Regions from separate parts of the Rattus norvegicus genome. Here region 1 is linked to region 2. A link is a contact called in public Hi-C data. All regions are on one chromosome and are shown on one strand. The core of a region is the stretch at or near the end of the contact, and the rest is flanking DNA. Distances in the headings are between cores, read along the strand shown. Region 1 holds the start of Zfp598 (zinc finger protein 598). Region 2 holds the start of E4f1 (E4F transcription factor 1).

The links. A called contact is a pair of places that touch in the nucleus more often than the background predicts.
Region 1: a contact with region 2 is called in a Hi-C map of liver, with 4 times the contacts expected there. The contact joins the promoter of Zfp598 here to the promoter of E4f1 in region 2. A contact is called at or near these places in 9 of 12 Hi-C or Micro-C datasets (the A7r5 cell line, the Rat2 cell line, Schwann cells and 5 more) and 1 of 1 datasets of contacts at active chromatin or transcription factors (oligodendrocytes).

Annotation. Positions count from the first base shown.
Region 1 is chr10:14,194,638-14,201,683 of GRCr8, forward strand. Zfp598 (zinc finger protein 598) reads left to right here and starts at 4,187. Exons shown (of 12, transcript NM_001105770.1): 1 at 4,187-4,411. The coding sequence starts at 4,199.
Region 2 is chr10:13,987,331-13,994,888 of GRCr8, forward strand. It overlaps E4f1 (E4F transcription factor 1), which reads right to left and starts at 3,176. Exons shown (of 14, transcript NM_001185046.1): 1 at 2,942-3,176. The coding sequence starts at 3,095.

The DNA of each region.
Region 1 (7,046 bases), core at 2,937-5,436, 210 kb after region 2:
GGTTCTTTTTTTTCGGAGCTGGGGACCGAACCCAGGGCCTTGCGCTTCCTAGGCAAGCGCTCTACCACTGAGCTAAATCCCCAACCCCCCCCTCGTCTTTCTAAACAAAATCTCTTTATGCTATTTTATGTTCGTGCCTGCCTGCACATCACGTATGCGAGTGAACTGTGTCCATGCCTGCTGCCTTTCAGAGGTCAGAAGCAGATGTCAGATGCAGAAGGTAGGGATGGTTGTGAGCCACACTGTGAGTGCTGAGGAAAGCTTCCGGGTTGGTTCTTGCCTCCCATCTTGTTTGAGACGGGATCTTTTCATGTTTGGCCTGAAAGCTTCTGGGGGTTCTGTTATTGTGTCTACCTCCTCAGCTCCTCCTCCTCCTCCTCTTCTTCTCCTCCTCTTCCTTCCTCCTCCTCCTTCCTCCTCCTCCTTTTCATCATCATCATCACCATCATCACCATCATCACCACCATCATCATCATGTATGTGTGGATAATGGGTTTTATGTGTTAGGGTAGGCATGTTTGTGAAGGTTGGAGGGGAACTTTCAGGAGTTGGTTTTCCTATTCCACAATGGGAGGAACACAGGGATGGGTTCTTTTGTCTACCAATCAAAGACTTAAAAGACAGGAGAAGAGGTCCAGGCACACAGCTTGAATCCCAGCACTCAGATAACAGAGGCAGGCAGATTTCTGAGACTTTGAGGCCACTACTTAGGGAGTTTTGAGGACAGCTGTGGCCACATAGGAAAATTGTCTCAAAAATATTTTTCATATATATATATATACATATATATATATTTCATATATATCTCATATATACACAGGGGGGGTGTTAGGGGAAGACTGTAGAGATGGTTCAGTGGTTAAGATCTGCTGTTCTTGGGGCTGGAGAGATGGCTCAGCGGTTAAGAGCACCCGACTGCTCTTCCAGAGGTCACGAGTTCAATTCCCAGCAACCACATGGTGGCTCACAACCATCTGTAAAGAGTTCTGATGCCCTCTTCTGGTGTATCTGAAGACAGCTACAGTGTACTTATATAAATAAATAAATAAATCTTAAAAAAAAAAAAAAAAAAAAGATCTGCTGTTCTTGCAGAGGACATGAGTTCAGTTCCCAGCACCCACATGAGGCTCACAACTGTGTATACCCTCTTAACCACTGAGCCGTAATTAATTTATTTTAAATGAGTGCTCTATCTGTGTGCACACCTACATGTCAGAAGAGGGCATCAGACCCCATTACAGATGAGCCACTATGTGGTTGTTGGGAATTGAACTGAGGACCTCTGGAAGAGGTCTTAACTGCTGACCAATCTCTCTGCAGCCCCAAAAAGGAAGTGTTTAATTGGCCCTTGCTTACAGTGGCTGGCTTAGTCCACTGTCACCGTGGTGGGGAGTGTTACACAGCAAGCACTTTATGAACTGGTCTAGTTCCTAACCCCTCGAAGAGGGGGTTCCCTTCTTGTTTGACTGTTCTGAGATTGTTACTGTTGTCTAAGGCATTGTAGTCCCATATCATACACCCAGTATCTCTTCTATGAATATGCAATGGAGTCTTTCCTGCTTCCTTTTGTCTGCCTTTAATGGTTGTTGTTGTTGGATTTTTTTTTTTTTTTTGGTTTGTCTGTTTGGGGATTTTTGTTTGCATGTTTTGTTCTGGACACAGATCTTTCTACACGGCCCTGGCTGCCCAAGAGCTTACCATGTAGACCAAGTCTGGCTCATTTTTCTTTTTGGTTTTGTTTCATTTTGCTTTTGAGACACAGGGTTTCTCTGTGTAGCCCTATCTGTCCTGGAACTCTCTGTGTAGACCAGGCTGGCCTCCAACTCAGAGAGCTACCTGCCACCACTGTCGGGCATCCATTTGTCGTTTACCCTACAGGCTCTCTTGATGAATCTGTGAAGCTAACTGCAGCTCCCTTCTTACCTGCCACACTGTGGACTGCATGACAGTAAGCGGAGTCGTTCTGCTGTCACAGTGCCATAGCTACTGATCTGTTGTTTCTTCATGCTACCGACTCAGCCAGCTCTATTAAAAACAGGCAAGAAAAGACTCCTGTAGAGAGAAGCCTTTTACAAAGTCTAAAGGGGCAACAGCAGAGGTAGCAGAAGAGAGCGTTCCAGTGACTCACCGCCTCGACTGGAACAACCAGCCTGCTTACATGGCTAGAGAATGATGTTTGCCAATCACAGCCTTGTCTCTTCAGGCCAATACGCCCTCTGCTGGCCCTCCTGGGAAATAGTCCCCGGTTCTGGCCTGAGATGACCTACAGGGTCATCTTGAGTTCCAGGTTCGTGATTTTAAAGATGTCTGGTATAAACTGTTTCAAACAGCTCCCTGCTTGAGGCTGCGCCTTTAGGAGGAGGGATAACCGACTCTGTCATTGCGTTGTTTGCTCAAGTCGTCTAAGGAGCGTTCAAAACGGTGGCAGATGGGTAGTCTGGCTGTATGGTTAACTATCACTCCCTTTGTTAAAAGCATCAGAGCAGCAAGGGCGAGGCCAAAAACTGTGGATTAGGGAGTCACATTCACCATCCCTCAACCTTCGCTGATTTGTACAAACAAGGGCAATAAACTACTTGTCACCAGCACCTAAAGAGCTTACCATTAACAGTCAATTTCATTTTAACAGGAATTTTTTCTTTTTTTTTAATTTATTTTTATTTTATATGTATGTGGTTTTTGCCTTCATGAATGTTTGTGTACTACCTGTGTGCCTGATCCCCTCAGAGACCAGAAGATATGAAACCCATTGGAACTGAAGTTACAAATAGTAGTGAGCCTTCATTGGGTGCTGGGAATTGAACCTCTGCAAGAAAAGCCACTGCTAGGGTTGGGGATTTAGCTCAGTGGTAGAGCACTTGCCTAGCAAGCGCAATGCCCTGGGTTCGGTCCCCAGCTCCGAAAAAAAGAAAAGAAAAAAAAAAGAAAAGCCACTGCTCTTAACTGTTGAGTCACTTCTCCTGCCCTCCATTTTAACAGATTTTTTTTTTTTTGAGACAGTGACTCTGGCAGGCCTGAAATTCTCTAGGTAGACTGGGCTGACTTCAAAACTTACAAAGGGGCTGGAGAGATGACTCCATTATTAAGAGCACTGACTGCTCTTCCAGAGGTCCTGAGTACAAATCCCAGCAACCACATGATGGCTCACAACCATCTGTAATGAGATCTGATGACTTCTTCTGGTGTCTGAAGACAGCTACAGTGTACTTATATATAACAAATGAATAAATCTTTAAAAAAAAAAAACCTTACAAAGTCAGTGCCTGTGAGTGCTAGGATTAAAGGTGTGTGTGTGACCACACCCTGTCATTTCAACAGTACTTAACAGCTGCCCAGTTGCCTGGGAGAGGTAAATCCCCCTTATCTGTCTGAAGATAGCAAGTGTAACCCAGTCCACTTTACTTACTTGGTATGGTTTCCCCAGTTTTACAAATGAGGCTTCGGTGGGCCAACCTAGTTCACAAGCACGTAAGTACCAGAATTAGAGCTTTAGGCCGTTTCTCTGACTCTAGCTAGCTATCGGTACTCTCGACTCTCACACACAATATACTGCCTCCTTCTAGAAGGGTTCAGATGTGGACCTATCTCACTTCATAAGAAATCCAGAGACCTCCCAACAACTGCAGTGACTTGAAGCCTAGGGTTCACCACTATCCACTCAACCACCTCTAGGTGCTTCCCTTTTCTAGATACTATGTCTGGCTGGATGTATATGTCTTACAACAAGAGAAATATATATACTGCTGGGAATGGAACCCAGGCATGGTAGGCAAGTCTCTGCCACTGAGATATATTCCCAGGACGTCCCGTTAAATTTGCATTTAAGATAGAAGTATAATACGAATAAGTATGGTCCAGGAAAGTTTGTGTGATACTTAGCTTAACACTGTTCGTGGTGTATCGGAAATGCTGGATACCCTACGCTTCCTTTGGCGTCTCTAGAGCTAGGGTCGGGGAAGGCGGAGAGTCCCCGCATTTATATGACCGGGAAGGTTTGCACTGGAGTCACGGGGTAGAACGTCGGGATCGAACAGCAGCTCTGTACCACACCAGACCCGGGCGGGCGGAAGTCGTAGCGCGCACTTCCGCCAGGCGGGGCGGTTGCCTAGAGGGGCAGTGACGTCGACGGAAGGGGCGGGTCCTCCGGGAGCCAGGCCGCGCCGTGCCGCGCCGGCCGGGAGGGGGCCGGAGCCCGGCCATGGCGGCGGCGGGCGCCGAGGGGCGGCGCGCGGCTCTGGAGGCGGTGGCAGCGCCGGAGCGAGGCGGCGGGAGCTGCGTGCTGTGCTGCGGTGACCTGGAGGCTACGGCGCTGGGTCGCTGCGATCACCCGGTGTGCTACCGGTGCTCTACCAAGATGCGGGTGCTGTGCGAGCAGCGCTACTGCGCCGTATGCCGCGAGGAGCTACGCCAGGTGCGCCAGCGGGGCGCGCGACCGGGCGCGGGGAGGGTGGACTCCTGATGGCTTTGCCTGCTCAGTGTCCGGCTGCGGCCTGGCCGCGCCCGCTCCCTCCGGAGGCCCGGTGGTCGGTCGAGGCGCCATGCGATCACCGGGCCTCCTGGGGCTGGGAGAAGCCAGAGGCGGCTGGGCCGGGGAAGGAGGAGCGATGCCTGTGGGAACTCTAATAAGCCTGGGGACTTTTCCCTGTGACCCGGCTGCGGGAAGGGCAAGGTCAGGTCGAGAGCCCTCCTGTCTGTGAATCTTAGTTTTTTCGGGATCGTCACTGAGATGGAGCAGACAGCCAGGGGGAACCTCCAGGGACTGTCTACCCTGTAAGCTGACTGCTGGGGGTTGGGGGGAGAGAAGGGTTAAACTGGACATTTCCTGACTAGTTGGGCTTCTGGGCCCCACCGGTGACCCTTAGCTCCTGAGACAGCGTTTCCATTTGTAGAGTGGAGGTGATACCAGGACCTGATTCCTAGGTGCGTGGCGGTCCACAATTTTAGGAAGTTTCCTCCTTGTTACTAGTTTTAGCTTTGAGGTTTCCTTCTAGATTGGTGGGAAGAGGATGTTTCTGATTGTCTAGACTTGGAAATCCTTGAGGGGTGGGTCAGAGGGCTCATGGTGTACATCCACACTCCAGCAATGCCAGCTGTTGGTGGGGAGTATCCAGCCGAACCTCCTTTGGTTTGCTGCCTTTAGAGATCTGTTTGCTTTCAGAATTGTGAAATTACCTTGGTTGGTTCATGGAAGGTTTTGGCTAGTGGCTAATCACTCTTTCCTGTTCCTAGAAGTGATGCCGAGATAGAAATAATGTCAAGAAATTGTTGGGTTTTTTTTTTTTTTTCTTTTTTCACTTTCTGACCTTTTTAATTTTCTTTGAGACAGGGTCTCACTCTGTAGTCCTGGCTGGCTTGGAACTTATGTAGAACATGGTCTCCTCAAACCCAGAGATCTACCAGTATCTGCCTCCTGATTGCTGAGATAAAAGGCAATGCACCACCATGTCCCATATCGAGACAGGGTCTCACTATGTAGCTGGGCTGTCCTGGAACTCATTCTATGGAACAGGGTGGCCTTGAACTCACAGAGATCTACCTACCTCTAACTCCTGAGGGTCATTCCCTCCATGCCCAGCACACCCAGCTGGAATCCTGGAACATTCCCTAAGCATCCATGTGGTACCGGGGAGGAGCTCAGACCTCAGACAGTAGTGTGGTGGTGGAAGGAGCCTTAGCCTACTGGATTCTGGGAATTCAGAAACATCTCTGGAAGTTTTTAGCTAGCGCTCACTCAGAGGTCCTTGCTGGAGTTTGCTGGCCAGTCTTGCACACTCGCTGATGGAAAGGTCCTGACACTGAGGTTTTTAGCACACCTGTAGCTTCTTTCTGGGAAGACACTTTGTAGGTCTTTATGTATGGGCTTTGGGTCTCACTCAGGAAGTGAGTGAACACACGCACATGTGTCAGCTGTAGGCAGTGTCTGCCCCACACCCTCTAAGAGCTCTGTGGCAGGGGCTGTTGACATGAGCTGTCATCTTGCCCTGGCTGGGGTGTGGTTTGGCACTATGTGTTCCTGGCCAACCCTGGGCTTCCTCTTGGACTTGCACCACTATGCTGGGCAGCTGGGGTTGTTGGGAAGTTGGGTGAGGCAATACCTGTCCAGCTCAGCCTCTCTCTTCATCCTGCTTTTCCTCCACTGGTACCCTAGCAGCTTCACCCTCAGCCCTACCTTGTCCCTTACTGAGTCGTGCATTACCCTCTAAATATGACCTGTATTCATACCCAGAATTCCACAATGACCCTTAGTCCCTTCGTGTGACTAAGTGAAAATCAGGAGGGGTGTGTGTTAAGATGTCATATGAAGCTGGATGGGGGCGGCACACACCTTTAAATCCCAGCACTCTGAAGCACAGGCAGGCAGATCTCTGAGTTCAAGGCCAAGCTTGGCCTACAGAATGAGTTTGGACAGCCAGAAACCCTGCCTTAAAACAAACAAAAATGTCATGTGTAACTGGCCAGCTCCCTTTGCTGGGTGAACCTTGTACAGGTTTCGGAGTGGGGGGTGACAAGTTTGAAGTTGCTGGTCTGGTGAAGAACCAGGGTAATCCGGACTTTTGAGCATGGCAGCTTAGGTGGGCTCCCATCTGCTGTGAGGCTGTGGAGGTGATGGACATTATTGATTCCATGCTGAATGGTGGGGGAGTTTGTGTTCAGTCTTTCTTAGAGCTGCTTGTGTTCCTCTGGACATCTCTCTCTAGAGCCATTTTCTCATCCTGTTGCTCTCCAGTGTGTCATGTCTCTGGACAGGCCACACCCCCACCCGCAAGCAGGAAGTGGGAGGGGAATGCTGAAGGCCTTCCCAGGGTTATTCCAAGGCCCGGGTCAACAGGCTGTACCTGATGACTCAATGGTATTTTTCTGTTGTGAATGCCTATCTGTCATCTGTGGTCCCTCCCAGTCTTCCTTTCTCTGAGACAGTCTCACTGTATACAGAGGCTGGTTTAGAATTCCCAGAGATCTACCCGTCTCTGCCTCCTGAGTGCTAAGATTCCTGGCCTTTCCAAAGGCTGTCTCTGCTCCTGTCCCTAATTGGACTCCCACCACAC
Region 2 (7,558 bases), core at 1,926-4,425:
ATAACTGGTACACAAGAGGGACGCAGAAGGTTGACAGCCACAAAGCTCTAGCTAATAGGCCAGCTTTTTAAAAACACAGACTAGCAGGAGCCCCCACCTCTGACCAACCCTACTGTTTTGTATATGTTTGCATGTGGTGCTGAAATATGAGCTTCGAATAGGCTGAGCAAATGCTCTACCACTGGGACAAAGCTAGCCCCTGCCCCTTCCTTCCTCTCTTCTGATGCTACGTTGTCCCCATCGGGTAGCATCCTGCTCCAGAGCAGGAATAAAGCAGTTACACATCCTCCTCACTGAGCCCCTAATACATAATGATCACACAAGAATCGTTTTGGGGGGTTGGGGATTTAGCTCAGTGGTAGAGCGCTTGCTTAGCAAGCGCAAGGCCCTGGGTTTGGTCCCCAGCTCTGAAAAAAAAAAAAAAAAGAATCGTTTTGGGGGGCTGGAGAGATGGTTTAGTGGCTAAGAGCACTGGGTGCTCTTCCAAAGGACCCAGGTTCAATCCCCAGCACCCTCATGGTATCTCATAACTGTAACTCCAGTTCCAGGGGATCAGACACCAATGCACATGAAATAAAATTAAACTATGAAAAACAGGTTTTGTTTTTTTTTCTTTCTCATTTTTGTTTTGCTTTTTCTGAGACAGGGTCTCTCTTCTTAGCCACAGCTGTCCTGAAATTCACTATTTAGAACCAGGATGGCTTTGAACTCAGAGATTCACCTGCCTCTGCCTCTCCAGTGCTGGTGTGTACTACCGCTCCTGCCCCTCCCCGCTTTGCTTTAAGACTTGCCTATTTTTACTTCATGTGTGCGTGTTTTGCCTGCCTGTGTGTTGGCGCACTATATGTGTGCCCATAGAGACCAGAAGACGGATCAGATCACCTGAAATTGGAGTTGTGAACATTTATTAGTTACTGGGGAAGTAGGAATTGAACCCAGGTCCTCTGCAAGACCAACAATTTTGTTTTGTTTTGTTTTTGATTTTTTTTGACACAGGGTTTCTCTGCATAGCCCTAGGCTGTTCTGGAACTCACTCTGTAGACCAGGCTGGCCTCAAACTGAGAGATCTGCCTGCCTCTGCCACCCAAGCACTGGGATTAAAGGCATGCGCCACCAGGGCCCAGCTGCAACGAGTATTCTTAACTACTGAGCCATCCTTCCAGCTCAGCACCTAAGAATTTAACCAAATCATGCCAGCACCCTGGGGAAAGGGATGACTTGGTCCATCCTAGAAAAATTACTAAGGTTCAAGGTCACTGAGCTGAGCCAGCCAGACTCAGCTTCCAATGCAGTCTGCCAGTTTCCACTGTCTTACACTCAGTCCCACATCAAAGGCAAACCCAGCCTAGGACAAGGAGGAGTCAATGACAAATTAATGATCAAATAAAAGGCCAAACCCAAGCTATGACTGGCCCGTAGGCCACCTGAAAGAGGGTGGGTGCCCTCCACAAGGCTCACAAACCAAGCACTGAAGTAAGTGCCTTACCCCACTCATTTAGAGTCTGACTCAGCACCAACATATTGATACTGAAAGAGCCCCTGGCCCAGAAAAGGTCACACCTATCCCATTTCACAAGAGGAAAAAAATAAAATAAACAAAAGACTATAAACCAGTGGTTCTCAACAGGTGGGTCCCGACCCCTTAGGGTTGCTATCAAATATTTACATTTCACCTCATAACAGTAGCAAACTTACAGTTATGAAGTAGCAACAAAATAATTTTCTGGTTGGTGGTTCCACAACATGAGGAACTGTATTAAAAGATGAAAGCAGGGGTTGGGGATTTAGCTCAGTGGCAGAGCGCTTGCCTAGCGAGCTCAAGGCCCTGGGTTCGGACCTCAGCTCCAGAAAAAAAAAAAAAAAAAGATGAAAGCATTCTGAAGGTTAAGAACCACTTTCATAAGTAAACCCATAGCACATGCCTTTACCCCAGCAATGGGAAAAGTGGGGTAGGAGGAGTTCTACAAATTCAAGGACAGTCAAATCTACATAATGAGAACCTGTCTTTTAAAAAAAAAAAAAAAAAAAAAAAAACCCAGAAACTTCTCTGAGAGATCCCTGAGACTGTAACTGACCCTCTCCAAGCTGAAATAAGGGAGAAAAAGAATTCAGAGTGGGACTGAATCCTTTCGTGACAAAGAGCAGCAATATATTTGCCAAACCACTTCCTGTCTGATCAAATCCACTGCTCCGTGGAACTAATGCACAGGGGATACCCAAACCATCTCTGAAAGATATCAGTACCTAGAGAAATAATCCTTAGTGTACCCAACACAGCCCTCGGCATACAGACACGATTTTAACTCCCATCCTCCTAGGAAAAAATTAAAGGGTTTAGGAGAGGAGTTACAGCTTCGGCTCCAGTCTGATCCTTGACAGGAGCCAGATGGACGACTTAACAACTTTACAGCCCTTGAACCTCAATTATCTCCATCTCTGAAGTGAAGAGTATTAATAATAGCTCGCCCTTCGAGGTTGGTTTAAGGAATGGTAAAAGTCGGATAGAGCGGGGGTGTTCCGCACATTCCTGGAATCGTTGCTCCACCCCGTAGAGTAGACCCAGGTCCTCAGTGGGGCGGTGCCGCCTCCCCAGGTCAGGTCCCTAATCCCTTTCTGGCAGGGCGGCCCCGCCTCCAGTCATCAGCTCCGCCAGGGCTAAGGCCCCAGTGGCAGAGGGGACGCAGGCGCTAGGGCTGCTGAGCGCTGAAGAGGAGCGAGCAGTATCTGCTTGGCCAGATCTACCCCAAAGGGCTGGAGAAATGGGCTCCCTATGAGCCTCTGCATCTGGCCCAGCGGGTTGGAGGTGGTCCGAAGGGAACCCTGTGAGAGTTGTGAAGGTTTGCAGACACTCGAGGAGCCTGGATCCGGGCGAGACTGTACACCGCAGCTCGGGCAAAGCCGCCCGCACCCCGGCCTTACCAGGCTTCTGTAGCCTCATTACCTTCCTCGCTGAAGGGCGCTGGGAGCCCAAGAAAGCCGCCGTTGGACAAGGCCGCCGCCGCTGCAACCCCGCCCTCGCCCGCTTCATGCCCGGCTTCGGCCCGGGCTTCTGCCGTATGAGCGGCCGTCACCCGCACTGCCATCGCGCCCTCCATGTCGCAACGCGCCACAGGAAGATGGCGGATTTACGACCATGTCGTCATAACAACGGGCCGCACCGAGGGCTGCGTGTCCTACAGGCAGGGGGCGGGACAAGAACGAGTTTGATGGACAGGTAAAGGGGCAGGGCTACGGGTTGTGGTCTAGCGCGTCAGTAGAGGTGGAGCTTAGCTCTTTGAGCCTCCAGCGCGGGACTTCAGGGCGGAAGTGGGCGTGCCGGAACATGGCTGAGGGTGAACTGTCGGTGGAGTAAACAATCTGAACTCTCACTCGTTCTTGTTTGTTTGTTTGTTTGTTTTTAATGTGTATGGATATTTTGTCTGCATACATGTCTGTGCACCACGTGCATCCTGGCGACCGCGGAACCCTCTTATGGGTATCTGGAACTGGAATTGCAGATGAAGTTACATGTAGGTGTTGGGAATTGAACCTAGATACGCTGAAATAACAGCCATTGTGTTCTTAACCGCCCAGAGAATCTGAACTCTTTAGTGACACCACCCATTATAGCATCCTGGACTCAGATCAGGGTTGCAATGTCAGAATTCCCTGGGCGTGAGAAAAAAACTCCAGTTGGAGATAGTGCCCCTTTCCGAAGACTTTTACTCTTCATATAGTTTTGAAAAGTATACATAAAAATGGCCACTTGCGACATTTAGTACACTGACAGTGTTGAGTGCTCATCAACAAAATTTAGTTCCAAAGTTGGTTAATTAATCGGTTTGTTGGCTGAGACAGGGTCTGGCTTTGTGGCTTTTTACTCCCAGTGGCCAGTAACTCAGTGCTGGGAATATGCCTGACTTAGTTCTAGAACACTTTCATCATCAAAACCTGTACTGACTGTAGCTCGGTTTGGGAGACAGCTCACCTACCAAGCACAAAATGAATAAAATAAAATAAAAATAAGAATGTGCAGAGTATCTCAGGTCCATAATTCCCGCATTTGGGGGAAGTGGAGGTAAGAGGATCAGAAGTTCAAGATCATCCTTAGCTAAACAAGGAGTTCAAAGCCAGCCTAGGACAGAAGAGAAGGGAACAGGGGAAGGAGAGAAACAGAAAGAGAATTATTGAATAATATTACATTGTACAAACAACACATTTATATTTCATTCACACTCAACTTGTGTCTATCATTCTGGCTATTATGAAGTGTTGCTCTGAACATCCTTGTATAATTTGCTTTTATACTTTTGTATTGTTTCCAAGTCCCTTTTATTTTTAAGTATCTCCTGGGGGCTGGAGAGATGGCTCAGCGGTTAAGAGCACTAACTGCTCTTCCAGAGGTCCTGAGTTCAAACAGCAGCCACATGGTGGCTCACAACCATCTGATGCCCCTCTTCTGTCATGCAAGCATGTATAGCACATATATATAATTATACATATACACAAACCTTGTATTTTAAAGGGAGAATGCTAAAGGGTGAGAGATGGCTCAGAAGGGAAAAGCACTGTTCTTTCACACAGGGATTTGTACCCCAGAAGCCATATGACCTCTAACAACCATCTGGAACCCCATTTCCATGGGATCAGATGCCCTCGTTTGCCCTCCCACGAATCAGGCATACAAGTGATGCACTAAATATTTAGACCAGGCTGGCCTCAAAATCCCAGGAGACTCACACCGCTCCACTTCCTGGGGGGTGGGATTACGGCACGAGCCACTATGCCTAGCCTTGTAATTTTATTCAGATAAAATTGAATATCTTAACATAATATAAGAAAGTTGAGCAAACATTTTCTGTAAAGGAGGAATGATTGACACCTTTAACTCATCCTTTGAAAATTTTATTTAGATTTATTTTATTACTATTTTGTGTGTAGTATTCTCCATCACACGCATGCCTGATGCCCTAGAAGGTGGTGAGCTTCCATATGCGTACTGGGAATCAAACATGGGCCCTTTGCCAGAACAAGTGCTCTTAACCACTGAGCCAACTCTCCAGCCCCAAAAGGTTTTATCTTATCTGTATGGGCGTTGCACACATGCATGTTTATACACATTTATGCAGTGCCCACAATGACCACAAGATGGTGCCCTACTTCACGGAACTGAAGTTACAGCGGTTGTTAGCTGCCACCATCACCCCAGTGTTCTTAACCACTAAGCCGTCTCTCTAGAGACAAGCCTGGGCTACACAGAGAGTTCCAGGCCGGCCAAGACTTCCTAGTGAGACCCTGTCTAAAAACGAGTTAAAAATAAATTAGATAAATTATCATTCTACCAGCTAAGAATGTTTTTGTTCAAAAAGTAATCCATTATCTCCATTTTGTTGTTTTCCAAAATGTATGTGTGTTGGGGGCGGTGGCAGACTCAAGCACACATGTGTATACCGTGGAGCCACAGAGGATGCTGTCAAATGACCCCCTCTAGCCCTCTTCACCTTGTATCTGGAGCTCACCATTTTGTGGCTAGGGTCAGCCAACCCCAGTGACCCTGTCTCTGTCGCACACATGGGCATGTTCAATTCCCCGCCCCGACACACAGGGTTTCTGTGTGGCCCTGGCTGTCCTGGAACTCACTCTGTAGACCAGACTGGCCTCAAACTCAAGAGATCTGCCTCTGCCTCCCAAGTGCTAGGATTAAAGATTTGTGTGTGGAGGGGTTGTTTGTTTGTTTTTAGCCCAAGGCTCGAGAGCTTTCAGGGAAGAGATGAGCCCAGAATCCTGGAATATTTCCCTCAGAAGAGATGCTGAAGAGGAGTTGAAAAGCCAGTATCCAGGAGCCTAGAAGTGAAATAATGTCAAGGGGCGGGGAGGGAGGGAAGGAGGGAGGGAGGAAGGGGAGAGAGAGAGAGAGAGAGAGAGAGAGAGAGAGAGAGAGAGAGAAAGAGAAAGGACAAAGGGGGAGGGAGGGAGGATGAGTTGGGCATGAGGGGCCCACCTAGAATTCTAGCACTTGGGAGGCTGAGACCAAAGGATCACCATGAATTTGAAGCTACAAAACAATGAATTTACCACCCTGGGCTATATAAGAAGCCCCTATCTCACAAAAGAAGCACCTGGGGGTGGGGAGCAGGACCCTGAAATAAAAAAACAAAGGGAGAAGACTTGGGTGTAGCAAACAGGAGAAGCTAGTCCAAGAGAAAGAGAGAACCTACTGGGTAGAATTCTCAGGGGCAGGCCAGGACTCCTGCCCAGTCACCCCCTAGAGGTATGGGAGCTTTGACTAGAATGTCCTGGGCCCAGGCAGATCACTGCAATTAGCAGGCAGCAAAACAGCCCCCCTCACTTCAGATGGCCTCCTTCCCTGGACTCTAGCTGGACACCAAGTGTTGATGTACCATGGTCTTGATAGACAGGAACTCAAATTCTCCTTTTTAATTTTTTAAATGTGAGGATTTTTCTTTCCAGAGAGAACATAAATTTCTTAAGGGAAATTTTAGGAAGACTGAGTAGAAGGGGTTACAAGAGAGGAGTACCTGTTCTTTAAATTTTGAGGTGGGAATTTGATAAATTGTTCGGGCTGTCCTCCACAACCTAGGATTTGGCCTGGCTTCAGAAGAACAATGAGGTTGCCCACCATCCTGCCTTCTCTCTCTAAGGTCTTATGTATCTAAAGTTGGCCTTGAACTCCCTATGTAGTCAATGGTGACCTTGAACTTTTAGGGTTTTTTTTAGATTTCTTTACGTGTGTGTGTTTTGTTGCATGCATGTGTGAATGCACCATTTGTGTACCTAGTGGATGCCTTAAGAGGGCAGAAGAAGGCATTGACTCCCCTGGAACTGGAGTTACAGTTAGGAACCACCATGTGGAGTACTGGGAACTGAACTTGAACCCTCCAGGAGAGCAGCAGCTAACTGCCTTTAACTACTACGGTACCTTGCCAGCCCTTCTGACCCTCCTTCTTCCAGTCTCAGGATCCTGGCATTACAGGTATGTGCTACCATGCCCAGTATCCTGCTGGTTTGGAACACGGAGTCCCAAGCAGCCTAGATGAGTGCCCTGGTACTGAGATCTCCTTAACCTCAGATGTTATTCCGAGACAAGGTTTTACTGTGCAGCTGAATGCCGGCCTGGAGCTCACAGAAATTTTTCTGCTCAGCAAGATGGCTAAGCAGGTAAAAGCACCTTAATATACTGAGTTTGAGCCTAGAATTCATGGTGGTGTGAGTGTTTCTGTGTGTGAGTAGAGTATCAGTGTCTAAAAGTTGTCCTCTAGGGGCTGGAGAGATGGCTCAGCGGTTAAGAGCACTGATTGCTCTTCCAGAGGTCCTGAGTTCAATTCCCAGCAACCACATGGTGGCTCACAGCCATCTGTAATGGGATCTGATGCTTCTCTTCTGGTGTCTGAAGACAGTTACAGTATATTCACATTTTTTTTTTCAAAAAAGGCTTTTAAAAAACTAAAAGAGAAAATGAAATAAACCTTCTTGCATCAAATTCCTGAACTCTGGGGTTGTGTGAGCCACTATGCCCAGCCATGGCCTGCCTTTGTACTTAGATCACCAAAGCAGTAGC